Regions from separate parts of the Pan troglodytes genome. Here region 2 is linked to region 1. A link is a contact called in public HiChIP or PLAC-seq data. All regions are on one chromosome and are shown on one strand. Each heading gives the region's core, a stretch centred on a gene start, on an enhancer-like site or on the middle of the called end of the contact. The rest is flanking DNA. Distances are from core to core; before and after follow the strand shown. Region 1 holds the start of CENPF (centromere protein F). Region 2 holds the start of SMYD2 (SET and MYND domain containing 2).

Region 1 (4,505 bases), core at 1,213-3,712:
CGCCGGCCCCCCAGGGGCTGCATGTGGACCCCGGGCGGCCCAGGGGACCCCGCTCCGACCTAGGGGCTGTGGACGATGTACAGGCAACAGAGCTACGCACTCCTTTCCTTTTGGAAGCAACAAGAAAATACGTGAAAACGGAAATTAAAGATTTAAAAAAAAAAAAAACCGGATTCTTCTAGCTCAGGCACTTACGGATGTATGACTTTGGGCAAGTTATTTAGCTGCTCTATGCCTTGTTTCCCTTGTTTGTAAAATGAGGATAATAATGATGGTGACTTCCTAAGGCCTTAGAAACAGTAAGCTTTCCATATATGTTAGCTATTACATATTTTTTAAAAACACTTTTTCACTTGTATATTTCAGCCTATGGTACAAAGGGTGAAGTGGCCTACCTCCTTCTCAGCCACATCTTAGGAAATAGAAATCAGCTGGAAGAAAATATGGCAACTGTCCTTTATTTTAGCCTTCAGAACATAAACAAAAAGAAAAATCATTCATTTTCCAGTTACTTAGGCAAGAGTTTGAGAATTTGTTTTTTTACTAAATAAAGTTAACGGCCATTTTAATGGTTTTTTTCAATCGATTTTATCAATGAACCTTTTTATCAAAACAATAAGCAGTTCATGAAAGTACTAAGAACAATAAAAAAAATTAAGAGGGAGAAGCAAAGGTCTTAGACAACATATAAGTTGGATATCAAAGCCTTGGAAAGCTGTGTTTTGCTACCAGTTTTGTTTTGGTTTTTTTTCTAGCTCTCAGTTCTTGGAACACAGCATCTTGTATTCCACTCCCATTTATCCCAAAACTACTGAAAGGAGTCACATGCCTCTCAACCAACAAAGGACAACTGACCCTGTCTCAATATCCTCCATTCCAATCTAGTTTGTCAGGAGTCAGAGAACTGTACCCAGAGACACACAACTGTAATTGCCCTAAACAATTCAGCCAGCCACTGAAATCATTACATCAAGATGCTATAGCCAACAGAATATAAAAAGGAGCAATTTAGAAAGATGATTAGAAAATGAGGGGAATAAACATAAAGAAGACTGGCAAGCTGAGTGCTTTTCCATTCCAAAGTCTAAGATAGAGAACAATATAGATGTAGACCAAGCTAACTGTGATTAGAGCAGATTTTGGCCCATTAAGGGATCAGCTATCAGCCACCTGTATTGGGCCATTGGGGCAAAAGAACAAAAAAATAAACCTCAGAAGTTTACTTTTGAGGAACAGGGAATCGAGGTGGGGAGTGAAGAAAAGCCCTGGATGAAGGTTCCTGCATGGAGGACTTGCAGGACTATTGTCCTTTCCAGAAAATGCTGTATCTTTATCTCTTAAATACGTGGAGGGCACTCTTCATGCCCGAACTACCCAGTCCCTTAGTCCCCACGGAAGCTCTTGTGTGACCTCCTCCTGCCCCACCTTCACCACTGCTTTCCCGTTGTCAGAATTCCCCACCTCCTCCAAAAAGCCAGAGTCCCCGTGCACTGTACCAAGGCTGGGTCTGAGAATGATAACCCTGCCTTCTCCTCTAGATCAGGCTCAAGGACACGACCATGCCTTTTATTTCTGGGTCCTCATTACACAGCCGAGCCGGGCACACAGGCGCGTTCAAATAAATGTGGAAGGGAGGACCGGGCGTAGTGGCTCATGCTTGTAATCCTGGCACTTACAGAGGCCAAGGCGGGAGGATCCCTTGAGCCCAGGGGTTCCAGAACAGCCTAGGCAATATAGGGAGGCCTAACTCCATTGAAAAAAAAAAAAAAAAAAGTGGACGGGAGGAAGAAGAGAGGGGAAAGAGAAATGCTCGCGTAACTAACCATAGGCACCCCACGTCGCCAACCAGATCAAAACTCAAGCTTACATCTACTCAATAAAACAAAGGACCAGGGCCCGAATTTCAATAAGGTTGGTTACGGGACTGGGAAGGCGGCTTGGAAATACCTAGTCATCTCCAAATCTTTTACGGAGGAAGAAAATGATCCCCTAAAGTGTGAGTCCGTGACCGAGTAGGGTCTGGGACACTAATCCGAGACCAGTTTGAACCCGAGCAGAGGGGCGCCGACACCCCTACGAAACACATCCCGGGGCGGATTCTCCAGTTCCGTCGGGTGGGAGGGGGCGGTCCCCGGCACCTACAGGGCCGGGAGAGTGATCCCAGAGGCCTCCCCGCCCAGTACCCGCCGGCAAAAAGCCAGCGGCACCCCCACGCCGCCCGCCGCCTACCGCCCGCCGCCAGGACCAGGATCCGGACCCAGTCAGGACGCTCACCTTGCTCTCGGGGACGGGAAAACAACCTCTCGGAGAGTACAGTTCTGGCGCGGCTTCCGCGGGCTGGAGCCCAGAGTCTAATTCAAACTGCCCGCAGCGGCCACCGGTGCCCAATTCGCCCGCTTCTGGTCTCAACCAAACTTACCTCCACGCCTATTGGTCACTCTAAGTAGCGGCGGACCAATCTGCGCCTGCGCACTCAGACTGCCGCCTCTGATTGGCCCTTTCGGATGGATTTTAAAAACAAGCCCTCTACTGGAGGTGCCTGTGCCAGAGTTACTGTTCTTTTTTGTTGTTGCGGGGAGACGGAGACCACGTGCTTTTGCTAATGCTAGACGCGGTTTTGGACCGCTATTTCCGCAAAAGTCAGGGAATGCGCCCGCTGATTAGGAAGGCGTGGTCTATCGCCTACAGCCAGGGGAACTGTGCTGCCTGGTGAAACCTCTTTTAAACTGCACGTACCAATCTACTTAATTAAACGTAAGTTTAGGACATAGATACTAGGTGCTGTGTTTGTCATGCATTCTTTATCCGGTGTCGTTCTTAACAATTCTTTGAGGAAAGTATTATCCTCATTTTATTAAAAAGTTAACAGGCTCATAGAAGCTAAGTACAGTAATTTGAAATTGAATCTACGCAATGCAGGATGTCGCTCTTAAATGCTGTCCTTTATGGATCATATTTCTAAGACGTGATTCTGAACACTTATTTTCCAGGATTAAGGCGTGGGGGGAGGACACTGCATCAGAATTTAAAATTCAGAAGAATCCTCAAAACGGGGTGTAATGCTTTTCGTGAAGCCCACTAGTTTTCTATGTATGTTATATACTCGTTTCATTTCCCTGTTAAACTATAAATAAGCTTCTAAAGGCAGAAGCAAAACAATTAATTGTTAAAGTAATAGATCTCTAATGCTGTTGTCTGCCTCAATAGGTACCAAACTTTCCAGCCCCCTGACTTTACCTTTCATTAGACTGTTCCTGCAGTACCCAATTCAAGTGTCACTTTTTTAATAAAACCTCACTAATCCCACTCACTCCTTAGAGATAATTATTTCCTAGACCTTTCCTAGAACTTGCAAACTTCATGTTTAGGATTTTCGCTGTGTCTTGTCTTGTATTTATGTCTACGTCTGACTCCCCCATCAGACTCAAAAATTCCTTTACAGTAAAATCTGTTTTAATTCATTTTTGCATCCCTAGTAACTTTGCACGTAGTAATTTAAAATCCAGATCATCTTGGGAGATAAAACTGCTATTTGGGGAAAGGCCTTGTTCTTACTATCTTCTACCTTCGAATCCCCAAAGGGAGGGGAGAGAGCAGGTAGGGGAGGAAAACTTTTGTCAGACATTGCCATGATCAGTCTAGTGTCTGGTAGTTTCAGAATTTGAACCAAATTGTGTCTGGCTTCAACACGAATTACAATTCCATTGCTTCCCAGAGTAATTATTCAACTATGTATAGGCTGCTTAAGGAAAAATAAACAGCTAGAAAGACCCATAATAGAGGATTTTTTTAAGGTTTGAATAAGAAATTTGCATTTACTATTCATTCATTCGTTCTTCAGCAGATATCTATTGAGTGGCCACTGTATAGTCAAGCCTTGTGCTTCGTTTTTCTACAATGAACAATAAAGAAATACATTCATTTCTTGAACAAGGGAAATAGGATGGATACCATTCTAGTAACTCCTGTGATATTTCTCTGACTTTAATTTTATGCTTCCCTTCCCCTCCTTTTATTTTTCCCCCGGTTGGTTTGTTTGTTTTATAGGGGGAGGATCCCGTCCAACCAAAGACAGATGTTCTCTAAGCGTCCATTTTTCGCTCTCTGCTCTTCTCTTTTTAAGTCCCTTCCCTCAGTTAGCCAGCCTACTCTCTCTGGATTGTTCATCCACTACCTCGATATTCTGCTTGTGGACCAGTGTCTTTGAGTCTTCCCATCTTTTCTACAGATTAGACTGCAGGTTCATCACTGAAATCACTCTTTTGCCAGTGTCCTCAACTCCCTTGCCTCTTGTTCTATCTCCCAAACTTGTATGTGTGCAAATGTCCATATCATCCCTTGGTGCACTATTGCTGCAGAATGGGGCTGGAAAAAAATCCCAGCACTGTGCAAATACTTTAAATGTAGGACGTCTAACTGGGCCTCAATGCTGCTCCACAGCCCTTTCTCCCAGTTTCAGGATTTCTCTAATCTCCTGCAACAACCGTCTCCATTCTTACTCTCAG
Region 2 (4,505 bases), core at 1,288-3,787, 320 kb after region 1:
GCTGACAGAGGAACTGATGCTGAATCTATCAGATGACCTAACCACTAATACTAAATGATTCAGATTTAATAGAAATCATGAAGTAGGGTACAAGGATATTTCTAATTGCATAAGTATCATGGATATTATTTCTTTTGTATTATTTTAATTGACTTCAAATAATTCTTTGGGGAGAGAGAGGAAATAAACTACGGGTATTGACATAAGGTCAGGGAAATCAAACAGAGAAGTGGTTTGCAAGTTGTAATAACACCCCATTGCAAGTTGCAGCCCTGGTGAGGGACCCAAGGCAACAGTGAGTAACACTAATAAATGTCAATCAGAAAAATTTAACAACAAAAGAGGCAGCAAACTGTCACATATGGCAGAATAATCCAGGCTGAATGCTTTGTGAACTTGCATCTGACCATCCATTAATGTTCTAAGGTTGGGGGTATGCGTAGTAGATACAATTAGGAGACTTACAGCTAAAGAGAAGCATCTCTCAGTTCTTCTCATCCCTTCTAAATCCAGAGGGATTTGATTTTTCATTCACTGGGGGCCAGGGCTGGCAACTACCCATATAAAGTAATCACCTACTATGTGCCTGGCATCCATGGTCTTAGGCGATGGCTTCCAGGAATTGCCAGGATCCCTGATGGAGGCTCCTTCTGTGCTGCCTGACCTGCTTTGCTCCTGCCACTGCAGACACCCACGCTGCTGCAGACTCCGAGCCACAGCAAGGCTCAGAAGATCAAGGGACCAGTCACAGCAGCCTTTTTAACTTTGGGAAAACCCAATGCTCACTTCACTCAAACGTTGCAAAGTGGTGCCATGACCCTTTAGCTCTTGGCTCACCAATTCAAAGAGCCACATCACATACAGCCCTTAAGCTGCCCACGGCATGATTCCGTGTCTAGTTCCTTTCCAGGTCCCCCCAAGCGGAAGACAGTTCTGGCAGGGAGTCTGGGCAAGATTACTACAATATTTAGCCTTTGTCCCTTCTTTTGCTACGTCTTATTGTAGAATGAGGCACACAGGTCTGAGAGATTGAGTATGCTGGACTTGAGACCTGTACTCAAAAGGTCCCTGCAGGACCGCAGGTCAGCTTAATCTAGGCCAGGAATCTCCATTTCAAAGATGAAGAAACTGAGGTTCAAAGAAAGCAAATCATGGTCTCTACTCAGAGTACTGGAAGGCCTGATATAAACTTAATCCCAATGTCATGCCTCCTGCCTTAGTAAATTTACTGAGCACCTAACCAGTGAGAAATAGGCAGAAGTGAATAAGGCCAGATTTCACTCCCTTCACTACTGGTGTGAATGGATAAAGGTAACTCCACTTTCTCTCTGGGCTTTAGTTTTCTCATCCATTAAGTGAAAGACAAGACTGAATTGGTGATTTCTAATGTGCCTTTAAGCTCTGAAACTCTCATAAGAGTTGAGGATATAATTATGTGTTGGTGTGTGCAAATGTATATGCATCATATATACAAACACAGACACATATATACATATGGTATCTTACAATTAAATACCATTAGCAACCACACATCTTGCCCAATCCCTTCCTGCGACCATGTTTTCCTAATCCCAAACCGAAACTGGACACTGCAACTCATCGTCGCAGCTCCTCAGAATCCAGGGGGTGTGGTCAGTGCCCACTGGCGTCCCTCCAAACACCCATGTAAGCGTACTTTAACATGTAAGCGTACTTTACAAGACATATACTAAGTCATTAAATTCCTTGGAAGAAACGGCCAATCTGAGGCAGGGCTGGACTGTGGGTAACAGAACACACCGCAGGAAGCATAAGTTAAAGGTGACAGCCCGTGGCTGCCCAAATTTGGGGCTCCGCTGCCAATGCACCAGGAGGGCAGTGAGTGCCCAGGCTTGGAACAAGCCTGGCTCGGAGCCCACATTTGAGGGCAGGAACCTGCACTCCCGGGTTTGCGCATCCAGCGTGAGCAACTCTGAAAACGTGCAGTGCAGGGCGTGCAGCGCGGCACCGGTCCTGTTTCCTCTCGCACGTGGCGCCTGGCGTGGGGCTGCAGCGCGGGGCCTCCTCCCCTCCCCGCCCCCCACCCCGCCCCAAGGGCCGGCGCTAGGACCCCGCGAGCCGCACGCACTTCCTGGCGCCGCGGTCTAAGCCTCCCGCTCGGCGCCCCCGGCTCCCGCCCGCCGCCGCCGCCGCCGCCGCCGCCGCCCTACCTGGTGAAGCAGTACTCGCAGTGGTTGCCCCGCTCGTTGACCGTGAGCACGTAGGCATAGGCCGGGCAGGAGAACAGCAAGTCCCCCACCTGGAAGGGCTGCAGAGCCCGCAGCCCCCGGCCTTTGCCCGGGCTGCAGAAGCGCTCCAGGCCGCCGAGGCCCTCGGCCCTCATGGTGGCGGCGGGGCGCGGCCGCCGGCTGTGCCCGAGCTGCGGCTCCCGGCGAGCTGTTATTGGAGACGCGTCACCCAGAGCTGCGGGGGGCGGGGTGGGAGCCGCCCGGCGGACGCGGCGGCGGCTCCCCGCTCCCCGGAAGGGACGGCGGCCCCGCCCGGGCCTCGCGCGCCCCCGCGGGGAGGGGGACGGGCCCGGCGGCCCCGCCTAGCGCCGGGACCCTCGGCGGCCGCTCCGGGCCGTTTCCGGTGTGGCCGCGACAAAGAGCCGCAGCCCCTGTGGCTTCTGCGAGGAGGCGTGAGGCGTGTGCGCCTCCGCGGCGTCTCCACGGAGCGAGCGGGACGCGCCCTCCTCCTCGGTGGGAGGGAGGGGGGTCACCTGCGGGGAGCAGGTATCCGAGGGCCACCGCTAGACAGTCAGCCTGGCCCGAAGGATGACCAGCCCCCGGTAAATAGAAGGGGGCGAAGCCAGCTCCGAAACCTTACGTTCGCTGTCCCTTGTAAAGACCCTAGAGGCAGTGATCGGGGAACGCCAAGGAGAAAGCGGCAGAGGGGAAACCACAGTAGAGAAGTTTGGTGTGCAGAGGGTTGAAGTGTGCTTTTCCAAGGTTAGAGGTTTTTAAACCTTGTGGCTTTAATGGGAACGTAGTTTGCCCTCTGCTCCTGTAGTGGAATTACATGGACGGAAGAGGAAATGCATTGGCTGGCCCAGCTCACCGAGTCTCTGAGGCATGCTGCGAACGATGCAGAGGAAGCCAGAGAGAACCTTGCCTTCAAGGAATTTAGGCTGTTGGGGGATAATGCGATGCTGTGGCCAGTGTCCAGGACACTGCGCTAGAGTTTGCAGTAGTTTTAATATGCTTGACCACCCACGAACTGTGATCTTAGAAAAATCACTTGGGTTAGGAGTCAAAGGATTTAAAGCCCACAAAGCCTGAAATGTAAATCCTATACACATGCACGCTATTACTTTTCATATGAGAAAGGAAAATATAATCCGTGTTCCACATGGTTATGTAAAGACTGGAATTGATGTACATGCAGTAAAGACTAAAATTGTGACGAGATCATTTAGCAGAAACCACTACTTCAAACTAGGACCTCAAACAGTTAACCTGTGTAAGTTCAGGACTGGTTGAGCAAAGGGAAAGGATTAATATGATTGGAGATGTAAAATCAGTGGAATTTTTGGCATTTCAGTAAAATGTCTTTATCAGCTGGGTGTGGTGGCTCAGCCCTGTAATCCCAACACTGTGGGAGGCCAAGGTGGGAGGATCATTTGAGCCCAGGAATTGGAGAGTTGGAGACCAGCTTGGGCAACATAAGACCCCGTCTCTATGGGAAATTAACCACCTCTCAAGTGGTGCTGAGGTGGGAGGATAGCTTGAGCCTGGGAAGTCAAGGTTGCAGTGAGCTGTGGTGACTCCATTATACTCCAGCCTGGGTGACAGAGCAGGACCTTGTCTCAAAAGAAAACAAAAAAGCCCTTATTAGTGGCAAACTAAATAAGCCTCTAACCCGTCTTCAAGTAAAGGAAGTTATGATAGTATTTTCATTTATGCATTTTAAGAAACTTCGACTGACTATGGCCAGCAACTGGGATAGAAAGATGGACATCAGCCGGCTGTGGTGGCTCATGCCTGTAATCCCAGCACTTTGGGAGGCCGAGGTAGGCGGATCACCTGAGGTCGAGAGTTCAAGACCAGCCTGACCAACATGGAGAAACCTCATCTCTACTAAAAATACAAAATTAGCTAGGTGTGGTGGTGCATGCCTGTAATCCCAGCTACTCGGGAGGCTGAGGCAGGAGAATCGCTTGAACCTGGGAGGTGGAGGTTGCTGTGAGCCAAAATCGCACCATTGCACTCCAGCCTGGGCAAGAAAAGCGAAACTCTGTCTCAAAAAAAAAAAAAAAAAAAAGGACAAAATGTAGTCCTAGGTCCCTGCATTTGGCACTTTCAAGTTTGATAATACTCACCATTAGTTATTGAGTATTGTTGACCAGGTGCTCCATCATTAAACACATTATCTGGTTTATCTTTACAACAGGCTAATGAGTTAGGTATTATGCCCCTCATTGCCAAAATTAGAAAGGAAACTAAGACCCAGAAGGAATGATTTTCAAGGCCACACAATAAATTGCA

Evidence for each region. HiChIP or PLAC-seq counts read pairs in DNA pulled down with a chosen protein or histone mark.
Region 2: a contact with region 1 is called in an H3K4me3 HiChIP or PLAC-seq map of stem cell-derived excitatory neurons, with 2.1 times the contacts expected there. The contact joins the promoter of SMYD2 here to the promoter of CENPF in region 1. A contact is called at or near these places in 1 of 7 Hi-C or Micro-C datasets (induced pluripotent stem cells) and 1 of 1 datasets of contacts at active chromatin or transcription factors (stem cell-derived excitatory neurons).

Annotation. Positions count from the first base shown.
Region 1 is chr1:34,501,561-34,506,065 of NHGRI_mPanTro3-v2.0_pri, forward strand. CENPF (centromere protein F) reads right to left here and starts at 2,463. Exons shown (of 19, transcript XM_054658796.2): 1 at 2,275-2,463. LOC107970166 (a long non-coding RNA gene) reads left to right here and starts at 2,134. Exons shown (of 2, transcript XR_008537270.2): 1 at 2,134-2,754. It also overlaps the pseudogene LOC104004715.
Region 2 is chr1:34,823,010-34,827,514 of NHGRI_mPanTro3-v2.0_pri, forward strand. SMYD2 (SET and MYND domain containing 2) reads right to left here and starts at 2,538. Exons shown (of 12, transcript XM_003308746.7): 1 at 2,190-2,538. The coding sequence starts at 2,362.